Linked DNA regions of Zea mays: all the other regions are linked to region 2. The links are chromatin contacts, called in public Hi-C maps. All regions are on one chromosome and are shown on one strand. Each heading gives the region's core, a stretch centred on a gene start, on an enhancer-like site or on the middle of the called end of the contact. The rest is flanking DNA. Distances are from core to core; before and after follow the strand shown.

Region 1 (3,284 bases), core at 573-3,072, 230 kb before region 2:
CCGCGCTTTGCCACTCGAATCGCTTTGGCGCCGGACCGGACCGGACCCGTCGCCACGTCCGTCCCCCCCGCCACAGCCACAGCAGCGGACGGACGATCCACCGCCGGGTCGCGGGCCGTCGCTTTGCCGCGCGCGTACCAGATCGCGCTGTCGACTGTGCGTGCAGGCCCGGAAAGAAAGCGACGCGAAATAGAATAGCATCTGATGATCTCTGCTGTCGCGTCCGGCTCTCGGCGTCCTCTTCCTCCTCCTCCTCCTCCTCCTCCCCCGCCGCTGCGTATTTAGGAGTTGCGCTTGGTGCTTACTACATTACACGAGACATGGCAGTTTCGCGCGTGCGTACATGACGTCCTCTTCCGTCCGGGTGGTTTGTTGTGCTCAGCTGCAGCGTCGTCGAGTCTGCGGTAGCTTCATGGCTGTCGAGGGGAATGACGTCCGGTCCGAACAAGCCACGGCTGCTGCTGCGCTACCGCCGCGGCTTCGGACCAGGCTTCATTCCCCACGATTCACCATGGAAACGGCAGCGAGCCGCGAGCTTCCAGTGCGCGCAGTGGTTTGATCAGCAAACACCTGCGCGGCCAAGGCTGAGCCTTGCAGGTCAGGCGTCCATGTTCTCGTCAGCAAGTCAGGTAAGCATGCTGTCCCTCAAGGATTGTTTTTTTTTTTTTTGAAATGAGCAGCGCTGCATGCTGTTTGTCCAGCGTCTTCTTCACATGTCTGAGGTCTGAACAATGGCGGGTGGACATCGATGGATGAGCATTGCCGCTGCAAGCAGATGAATACCTGCAAGGGAAGATCGTCCGGTTCACACTTGAGTTGAGATACCATGCACTACTCTTGCAGTCTTGTTGTAGTTAGATTAGATACCCATGCACTTGAACCGTGCAATAGCATAGCGAGGAAGACGAACCCAGAGAGGACTCAGAAAGAGATGTTCTCTATTCCATCCAGTGCTCATCTAGTCATCTAGTCTGCCCGCGGGTGTCTGCCATGAACGCTGACGCTGCTGCCGGAGCCCGGAGAGCTACTCTGCTACTGGTGTGGAGTGGACAAACAGGGAGGGAAGGCGTCTTAGAAGACGGACACAGGGAGGACCAACAGGACTAAAGACCGTCGTACGTGTTGAAGCTGAAACGTGTTGAAGCTGAAGGACTTTCTTATTACGTGTGGCGCTTCGGAATAAAGCCAGCGGCAATTCATAGAGACAAAACACTGTATGTTGTGTGCGTTTTCTAGAATGTGTCGAGCGTATTGTGAATATGGTTGTGTAAAACACAATTTTAAACTGTAGACAACACTCTTTGCATGATAGAGTTTGAAATAAATGATGAGTTAGGAGAGCTGCTGAAGATAGCCTAATACTAGATAACGTATGTCCTAGAAGTAGCGATGACAATTTTGCCTGCAGGTTTAGATATCCGTCGGATATCCGAAATATATCATGTCCCGTTTGGTTCCGTTAGTCTTAAGACTAAACTTTAGTCCAGAGACTAAACTTTAGTGATACTCTATTTGGTTACATGGATTAAATTGATTCTGAACACATTAAAGGCACTAAATATCCCTTACCTTGTTCCTGTGTATGGCGCCAGTGGAAAAAGTTTTCTTTGAAGGACTAGAGGCTAAAACCAATCAATCTGTACTTTAGTCTTTCTTTTGACAAAACAAAAATAAAACTAAAAACTAGAGACTAACAATTAGCCGCTTTAATCAAAAGAGGTCTAAATCAGCCCGAGGACACATCCGGACTCCCTTCCGGCCCATCTATTTTCTAACCCTAATCCCGGCCGCCATGAGCCCACGACCACGAGCTCCCGAGTGGCCGTCGCCGAGTCTCGGGCTCTTGGCTCACGCGGCGCGGCTCCTCAGGCCCCACCCACCCCCACACCCACGCGCCCGGCGGCGTGCTCTCTGCTCTCTGCTGTCTGCTCTGCACCCAGGACCTTCGGCCACAGGAGCTCAGCCCTATCCCTCGACGGTGCTCGCGGCGGCTCGACCCTTCCCCATCTCCAGCTGCACGCGGTCTCCACCGCCTGGAATCCAGGGCCTCCGACGCCACCCCACCTCCACCGCCTGGAATCGAGGACCGTCGGCGCCGCCGTCCCCTGCCTGCTGCCTCGACTCAACTGTAAGTATCAGTGCGTGCTGCTGCTACTCCTGATGCTAATGTGCTATAAACCAAATCCGAATCACCTGCGTCTTGTGTGATGAACTGATGACGATTGCGATGATCTTGTACATGTCGGTGTGCTGCTGATTGATAGCTTAGGTCGCTGCTTTGGTAGATTTGTACGAGTGTGCAACGTTCTGGTAACAATAAGATGGAAACATTCTTTTGTGTAGCAGTAGTAGTAGAGATCTCTGGTCCTCTATCTAAAGGAATCTAACTTCAGTTTACTGACTAACTGATACGGATCATGACCCATTCACTGTTTGTACACGTAAAAACTGTACCGGCGGGTATCAAATACCCTCTCGATACGTGACGGGGTACCAGATACTGGCTCGATAGCTGACGGGTACAGGTTGACAGGTACATGTATAAAATTTTACGATGCGGGTATAGTCGCGAGTAGGTATGAGTAATCCTCTCAAGTATGGTCATAAATATATATTTACTACACCCAATCCGAATTCGACCCTTTCCATCCCTAGATCCACGGGGCTGACGGCGACCACCAGCAGCCACCGTCCCTCTACCTCGACGGCAGCTGTCGTCTCTGCACAGGTTCCAACTTGCAGCCCCTCACCCAAGCAATCCTCCATCGTCGACCCGTCGTCCCTTGCGGCCTCGCCCATACGCATATTTAGGTATCCTTTGGGTTTCGAATTTACGGATTAAATTGTCATCCCTATTTATGTCGATTTTTTTTCCAGAAATAAGACCGAGGTCAGTTCAACTCTGTCACAGTCAGGCCCGGGTCCTCCCATTCAGGCCTCGGCCACTCGGCCCAGTGGCAGTCCCAGCCGTCAGCCATCTGCTGTCTGCCCATCTCTCCGATTCCCAAATCCCACGCACTGGGCCGTTGGCTAGGCTAGCTTCCGGCTTCTCCTGTTCGGCTGATTCCCAGCCAGGTTGCGGTGTCACCCTCGCCCTGTCGCCCACGCGCTGACGGCAGACGCGCCAGGACGCCAGCAGCCGCCATCCCTCAACCTCGCCGCCGTCCCTCCACCTCGCCGGCAGCCGTCGTCTCTCCACGGCTCCAGAAGTCCCAGCCCCTCATCCAGTCGTCTCTCGTGGCTTGTCCTCCCTTCCCGGTCTCCAAAGCCGGGCAGCGCCGTGA
Region 2 (3,791 bases), core at 658-3,157:
TATTAAAAACCCATTTTCTATTTCATTTACTCAAATTAAATGATCTCAGGACCGGGCCTCAAATCATGTGAAACGCAGGGGGCTCGGTGAAACGTTCTGCAGACACAGAGAACAGCCCAGTATGGACCGTGGGTTCATTATCTGATTACCAGGGGGCTCTTACGCAAAAAGGCCGGGCCGAAGGGGTACCTTTTAATCCTGGCCGCCCGATTCGAAGCGAACGTACTAGATTAGGTCATGGCATCCGCGAATCGGTACGCGCACGGGACCACACGATCCGGATCCGACGGTCCAAAATCTAAATAACCGAGATCGCTTCGCACCCATCAGATTATGGATCTACGGCTCACGTCCCCACCCTGACTCGGTATGGCTCGGCCTAATCCTAGCCATCCAACAAAGATCAAACGGTCACCAGCCTTCTCCCTCACCCAGCACAGGTTACGGCGGCGCTCGCCCCCCTTCTTGCGGCAGAGCTCGCCGGAGCGCAGGCGTCACGAGGCCCAGGCGCATTGAATCAAGTCTGGCTAGGTGCTACGCGTAAAGGGTCTGAGGGCGAACTTGCCGGTGCCACAAATCCCACGAATCCGCCATGGTCAGAGCTTGCCCACGACAGCGCACTAACCACGGCGAAGCGCCATGACCGGAGTAGCTCAATCCGCCCCCACGATGCGCCGATTGCTAAATTAGTTGGCACAAAATGAAATTGGGATGGTGGCGGGCCCAGGGCGGAGGAATCTTACCAGGGTGATGCCACGCCAGACCCTGTCCACGGCGCGGCGGAGATGGTGTCCGTCGATGAGCAATTCCGGGGTCTCCGAGTACCCCCGAAGCTCGGTTCGGCAATGAAGACGCGCGCCCGGGTCCAAGGCTCCCGCCCACCCCGCGAATTCGCCCAACGGCCGACGGCAGGCGCGGAGGAGTCCTGACGGCGACGGTGCTCTTCCTTTCTCCCTCCTCGCGGCTGCGGGCGAAGCAAACCTAGCGCGCAACCACCCTTGAGGTTCCGAGCTGGGGAGGGTCTCGGTCCGCTTATGAAGAATCGGCGACGTGGAGTTAGGGAGATGCGGAGTTAGCGCGCGGCGCAACAGCCCACACCTATTTCCCCGGCGACGGACTCGGTCTCGTTTGCGTCGCGGCGGGTGGAGAAGAACTCGCTGACAAGGAGGCCCAGCCGGTCAGCGACTCGGTCCACCCAACGGTGAGCGCCGCCAACCCTGGCCCACCTGCCAGTGAGCGCAAGGGCGCGCGCGTGCGGGAGCCCGGCCAGATGGGCCGCGCGGTATGGAATTAGAAGTGGGCCGAAAACAGGTTTGTTGGCCCAGGTAAGCTCTTTTCCCTTTTCTATTTATTCTTTTCTTGTTTTCTTTTGTTCTTAACTATTTTGAATTCAAATTTGAATTTTTGAATACAAATTTCGACATTGTGTCAAGTGTACAAATTCAAGCTTTGAGTGGATGACCAATATATTTTTATTCACTTATTTTTATCCCCAAAATTCTTATTTTCTTCTCTTTTTCTAGATTCTACAATTTCTTTTAGGATTTAATTTTCCCTTTTTGGTCTTTAATATTTTCTTGTTGCAAAATGCACACCACAAATAAAATATTCAGCATGATGCAAGGATTTAGTAGCATATCTTTTTATTAATTGTTCTTGGACATGGTGTTCACAGGTGATGATGCACACAGGTTAAACCCACATAAGGAGAAATCGTTTTCTCTATTGGTATTCTTTCTAGCAGATTACAAAGTGGGTGTTACAAGTGATTTCCATTTTTCAAAAGAATTTAGTTTATTTTTTCTTGAAAAATAGGAATTTCTTTGGAAAATGAATTTCTCAAACTAGCCTAAAAAACTAGAAGGAAAAAATAATTAAAATCTGCAAAAAATGTCTGAACAATTAACGGCCCATGTCCAGCAGAAGGCCCGTGCAGTTGCGGCGTTGCTGTACCCCTTGGACCGGCCAGCCCCACACTGGGTTATTCGTTCCCCGCGCGTGCTCTCCCAGTCTCCCTCCCTCCCTTTCTCTAAGCGCGACGACCGGCGCCGCCACCGCCACCGCCTTACGCCAGATACCCAGGTCCGTCTTAGTCGGCACCTTCTCCAGCAACAAGCACCCAACAAATGGTATGCCCGCCTCTTTTCTTCCCTTCCTGCTGCGCGAAACCGAGCAGCACCCAAAGCGTAACCTAAGCTATTTGGCCCGCCCCTTCGATTCACTTTCTGCTGCTCGGTTTAAACCTAACCTAAGCTAGTTGATTATTTGTAATGGGACCTGAACTACTTGGAAGCGTATACATGAATTATACCTACTAACTTTGATTCTTTTTGCCTAAAAAAACTCATGAGCTGCTTGCTAGCTGCAGGAAGTCTGGGTTTTATTTCGGCACATTTCAGGGCATTTAATTGGTTGTAGCAATTTGGTTCAGATAAAAATATTCTATTCTTGCTACAAAACGAGTAAACGTTAATTTAACCCGTGAAACTCCGATAGCCAGGGTAGAATTGCTCTAGGGCACCCTGGATTTTAAGATACTATTCATTCCCTCATTAAACTTTTGAGTAAATAATTTATATAGGAATTGATTTTTTGAATGCAGCAAGTTCTTTTGTTCCTGCATTTCATTCTCTTTTGGGAGGACGGAACCTTGTTTGAAGGGGCTAGTTTATGTTCTGGAGGCAAGGCACCTACCCCATATGTTCTTTATTCTGCAGTCCAACAGAAATACGCACATAAGAGCCCATACTTGAAAGTAGAGGACTAGAGGTGTATGAGATTCAAATCATGACAAACCTTTGTTTGTGTGTGCGCGGCTGCGTGCACAACTCGTCTGTGAGCTTAAGTAACTGTAGCATTTTTTCTTCTTCTTTTGTACCCCCCATTTAGCAGTTTCCATGGCGTCAATTATAGTTTAGCGGCTACGAAATACAAGTATTTTTTTGGTATTTGAGTGAGCCCCATGTGGCCTCAAATCAAGTGATAAAATGTTGTCTATATGGAGTAAATTTTTGATATTAGTTGCTGAAAAGACTATTTCTGTTGGGCCGTTGGCAGAATGCTTTGGAGCAGTTGGCATCCATTGATCTCATTGAGCTATGCAAGGAGGCCAGAATTGAGCGCTGCCGTGCAACTAGAGACTTGAGTAGCTGTGGCCGCTATGTGCATCATGTGCTTAACTCATGTGGCCATGCCTCATTATGTGCTGAATGCAGCCAAAGATGCGACGTCTGCCCAATTTGCAGGAGTCCAATACCGGACAATGGAAACAGGGTTCAGCTACGTCTTTACTACAAGTGCCTGGAAGAGGGCCTTATTTCTAAGCAGCACGATGAAAGGTTTCAGGAAAAGGAAGACCATGGCAATCCAGTTAGCATGGATGTCCAGCAGCTGCATTCATTGTTCGATGTTGCAGTACAGAACAATCTTACTTCCCTTATTTGCCACTGTATCCTCTTCAGGAGGCTGCTTATGCATTTCTATATCACATCTTCTTTCTGTTATTTTCTTAACATATTCACCAGATATCACAGATGTTTGTTTGGATGAGAATGCTGTGTCAAGTGATCCACTTCTGGCTTTTCTTTTGGATGAGGTGGTCATCAAGGACTGGTGCAAGAGGGCTGTTAATGTGCTCATTACTGAGATTGGTGTGATCTGTATCCAAAAATGTTCAATCGACCCTAGATTCAGTTACATGCTTTTTTTTATGTTTCGTTTTTCATGTGTTCAGGGCCACACATGTTGAGGGAGTGGTACTGCTAATCTGTTAAGTCACTAACCTTAACGAT
Region 3 (3,478 bases), core at 110-2,609, 150 kb before region 2:
GTCCATACAGAAAAAGGGTCAAACCCATTTCAACTTTCTTATAAAACCATTTGCAGCAATCCAAGTATGGAACAGTGTGAATAACTCAAGCCATTCAAGTGAAAATGGCAAGCCACGCAACAAATATATGCATAAAAGGTCATTTGAGTGGTAGGTCATGCTAAATTTCATATTATCTGAATGCCAGTAAGCTACGTAACAGAAAAGTGACAATATAAAAAGGTAATACCAGTGTTAATTATGTAGCATAAGCAAACTATATGAGTAAACTGAAACTGAAACTATAAAAAGGTAATGCTACTGTAACAAGTAGTCTAACTCTAACTACATAAGTAGCATGGCAATAAATTTAATCTTTCTGATAAATATCAGTCATGTGTCAAGATCTCAAACTCCAAGGATACTTATGCAGCATGGGAATGCTCCTAGTTAAAATAATTTTTTGAACACAGTCTAGTTAAAATAAATTTGATTGAGGACTTAGTTAAAAAAATAGACTTGCATGGAAAATTCAACAGTGTAGTGATGCAGCAAGCTAGCTATGTAAAAACTGATAGAATTATGTAGCTCTCTGCTTCAGATATCGTCTCTTGAGGGTTCTATTTCCTGAGCACAATAAAATTTATAATCACGATATACTGGAACAAATTTCATCAAAACTCAACTCCGTGATCTACACACATCAGAAATTTTAGCAGCATATACACAAATTTCAGAACTGGCTGTGTTTAAATACATAAGTTACATTTATAATCACAAGATACAGGAACAAATTTCATCAAAACTCAACTTCATGAGTTACGCACATCAGAAATTTTAGCAGCATATACACAAATTCCACAACCGACTGTGTTTGAATACATAAATAAGTAAACAGCATCATAGGATATGACAATTTGGCTCGGTTGATCTCGACACAAATGTGGTGTGCACTAATCAGATCAATTCCAGAAAGAGTCTAATAAATTCAGGGATTAGTCCAGACCAACTATACTATCCGACCGAGAAGCAGGGAGCTGGATCTGAGAGACCAGGAAGATGGAGGAAGTGGGGATCAGACACAAGCACGAACCAGGACATTCATGTAGATGTCGGGATCGAAGGAGGTGGAGTTGATTGAGTCGAGGGGCGATGCGGGCGCGGCGGTAGGGGACGGGCGCGCCAGGAACGCGGGGGCCGCGGCACCCCCGGCGGCCGCGGACGGGTCGGTGTTGTAGAAGCTAGCAAGGAGGTCGCGCGTGCGCCGCGCCTTCTCGTCCATTGCCGCCGGTGCGGCGCCACCGGCTGTCGCCATATCGGTGGGGCGTCGCGGTGGGTCTCGCAGTCGAGGCGCCGGAGAGACCAGAGAGGCTGTGGGAGTGGAGATGGAGAATGCCAAGGGGTGTTTTGGAAAGTTTCCTTTCCAAGCGTAAAGAGAGGTTAAGAGCATCTCAAGCTACGTCTAAATTTCACTATCTAAATTATCATTTATAGAGTTATTTACACTTTCTATCTTTTCAATTGTTGGAGGCCTTCGTCTTCCGAAGGTCCTCAAAAACATAATTTAACAACGTTTCTAGAGTATAATACATGAACAGGTATCTTCGGACTCGGATCAGAACCACAACATGAAGAAGTACAAAGGTTGGCGCAGAGCTGAAGCTATGCGCAGGGGACCTTCGGCGTGATATCAGAAAGGGGAACCGACTTAAAAGGGAAAAGACTATTCAGACCTCGATGGATTACTATACGGTCATTAGCAAATGTAAAGGGCATAAGTGTAATTTTACATGGGCTGCGTCCCGTGTCTATAAATAGATGAACAGTGTCCCGTACTGTTCACGCTGACTTGTCATTTTGCCTTTGCGTCACGCTTGTACTTTTACCTTCTTTCAAACCGAAGGTACATTTGTAATTTAACATCATTTCTATTTTTTCATGATAATAAAATAGAAATGAGCTAATGTTAATATATAATTGTTCATGTTATTTCTCATGCTTTATACGCTTCTTCTTTCGTTAGTGCATATTGTGATGACGAAGGTATGTCCTTCATAACCTTCGTCCGAAGATCGTTATATCCTTAGCGAAATAATGCTTCGAAGGACGAAGGGCATTAACCATTAACCTATTTTTTGTGTTGCCTTGTTCTTAAATCATAGCATTTGAAAACAAGTCCCCAACATTGGCGCCCACCTCCGGTGAATCCTTTTCGACCACCTTCGGCAAGCATTGACCTTCCTCATGCCACCGAAGAAAGCTTCAGTGACAGGGGCTGCGGCACTACTGCCGCTGGACCCAAATCAAGAAACCCTTTCTCTTCGAGAGGCCCGAAGTCAGAAGAGGAAAGCCACTAGTCCAACACCACAGGAGGACGAGTTGGACCAAGAAATCAGAAACACGGAGATGCTTCATCAACAAGTACAAAGGAAGAAGGAGAAGATGGCCCAACTAGCCGACCTTCAGAGGCAGATTGACGAAGCCATTGAAGAAGTACGCCATCTTGTTCAAGATGAGCAAGAACGAAGGCCCCAACACAGGGAGCTTCATCAAGAAGGCTTGTTCGATGATGATGGATGGTATGATGATTTTAATCGTGGTACCTTTACTTTTGACGATGCTTCTCCCTTGGCAACAGAACTGCAGGCTATCTCATGGCCCCCATCGTATAAGCCACCTCAGCTTCCGATGTATGATGGGCATTCAGACCCGAAGCAGTTTTTGATGAGCTACGAAGCAATTATATCTTCATACGGAGGCAATGCAGCTGTCATGACCAAGTCTTTCGTCATGGCAGTCAAGAATGTGGCCCAAACGTGGTATTCCTCTCTTCGGCCATGAACTATTACTTCATGGCAGAAGCTTAAGGATATGCTGGTAACAAGTTTCCAGAGCTTTCAGACGAAGCCAGTTACAGCTCAAGCTTTGTTTCAATGCACGCAAGACCACAAGGAGTATCTCCAAGCATATGTCTGAAGGTTCTTGCGCCTGAGAGCACAAGCGCCTACAGTGCCCAATGAAATTGTCATTGAGGCCATGATCAAGGGGCTTCGTCCAAGACCTACTGCCCAATATTTTGCTAGAAAGCCTCCACAGACTTTGGAGAAGCTGCTTGTCACACTCGGGCTTTAAGGAACAAAGCCGGGTGCATCTCATACATGCGCCAAAGGAGACAACATATATAATAACAGAGTGTATAAAGATAAATGTCACAATATAATCAGAGTACTTTATTACATAGCGGAAGTCTTACAAAATAAGAGATAAATATCGCATGATCTAAAATCTATCATTGGCGCTAGAAAGCTGACTGGGGGACGCCACCTAGATCAAGTCGAAAGCCTCAGTGTTAGGCGGCTCCTCTTCGACCACCTGTTCTTCTCCTGTGGGGGTGTGAGACAGCAAGAGTGAGCTCACATACGTTCATAACTCAACAAGTCGTGGGGAATAATGTGCATGAACTCACCAAAGGTGGGAGTTCATGTGAAGTGTAAGGCTG

Evidence for each region. A called contact is a pair of places that touch in the nucleus more often than the background predicts.
Region 1: a Hi-C map of tassel shows a contact between it and region 2, with 2.3 times the contacts expected there. The contact joins the promoter of LOC541869 here to the promoter of LOC103625902 in region 2. A contact is called at or near these places in 4 of 25 Hi-C or Micro-C datasets (ear, leaf, tassel and 1 more).
Region 3: a contact with region 2 is called in a Hi-C map of leaf, with 6 times the contacts expected there. The contact joins the promoter of LOC541772 here to the promoter of LOC103625902 in region 2. A contact is called at or near these places in 5 of 25 Hi-C or Micro-C datasets (bundle sheath, ear, leaf and 1 more) and 1 of 3 datasets of contacts at active chromatin or transcription factors (seedling).

What each region holds. Positions count from the first base shown.
Region 1 is chr5:8,452,920-8,456,203 of Zm-B73-REFERENCE-NAM-5.0, forward strand. It overlaps LOC541869 (40S ribosomal protein S10, mitochondrial-like), which reads left to right and starts at 1,823. Exons shown (of 2, transcript NM_001111537.3): 1 at 1,823-2,128. It overlaps MIR166f (microRNA MIR166f), which reads left to right and starts at 424; the gene lies at 424-501.
Region 2 is chr5:8,685,524-8,689,314 of Zm-B73-REFERENCE-NAM-5.0, forward strand. LOC103625902 (E3 ubiquitin-protein ligase HOS1) reads left to right here and starts at 1,908. Exons shown (of 10, transcript XM_008646299.4): 1 at 1,908-2,129; 2 at 3,058-3,448; 3 at 3,525-3,659. The coding sequence starts at 2,127.
Region 3 is chr5:8,540,910-8,544,387 of Zm-B73-REFERENCE-NAM-5.0, forward strand. LOC541772 reads right to left here and starts at 1,360. Exons shown (of 21, transcript NM_001348117.1): 1 at 1,073-1,360. The coding sequence starts at 1,294.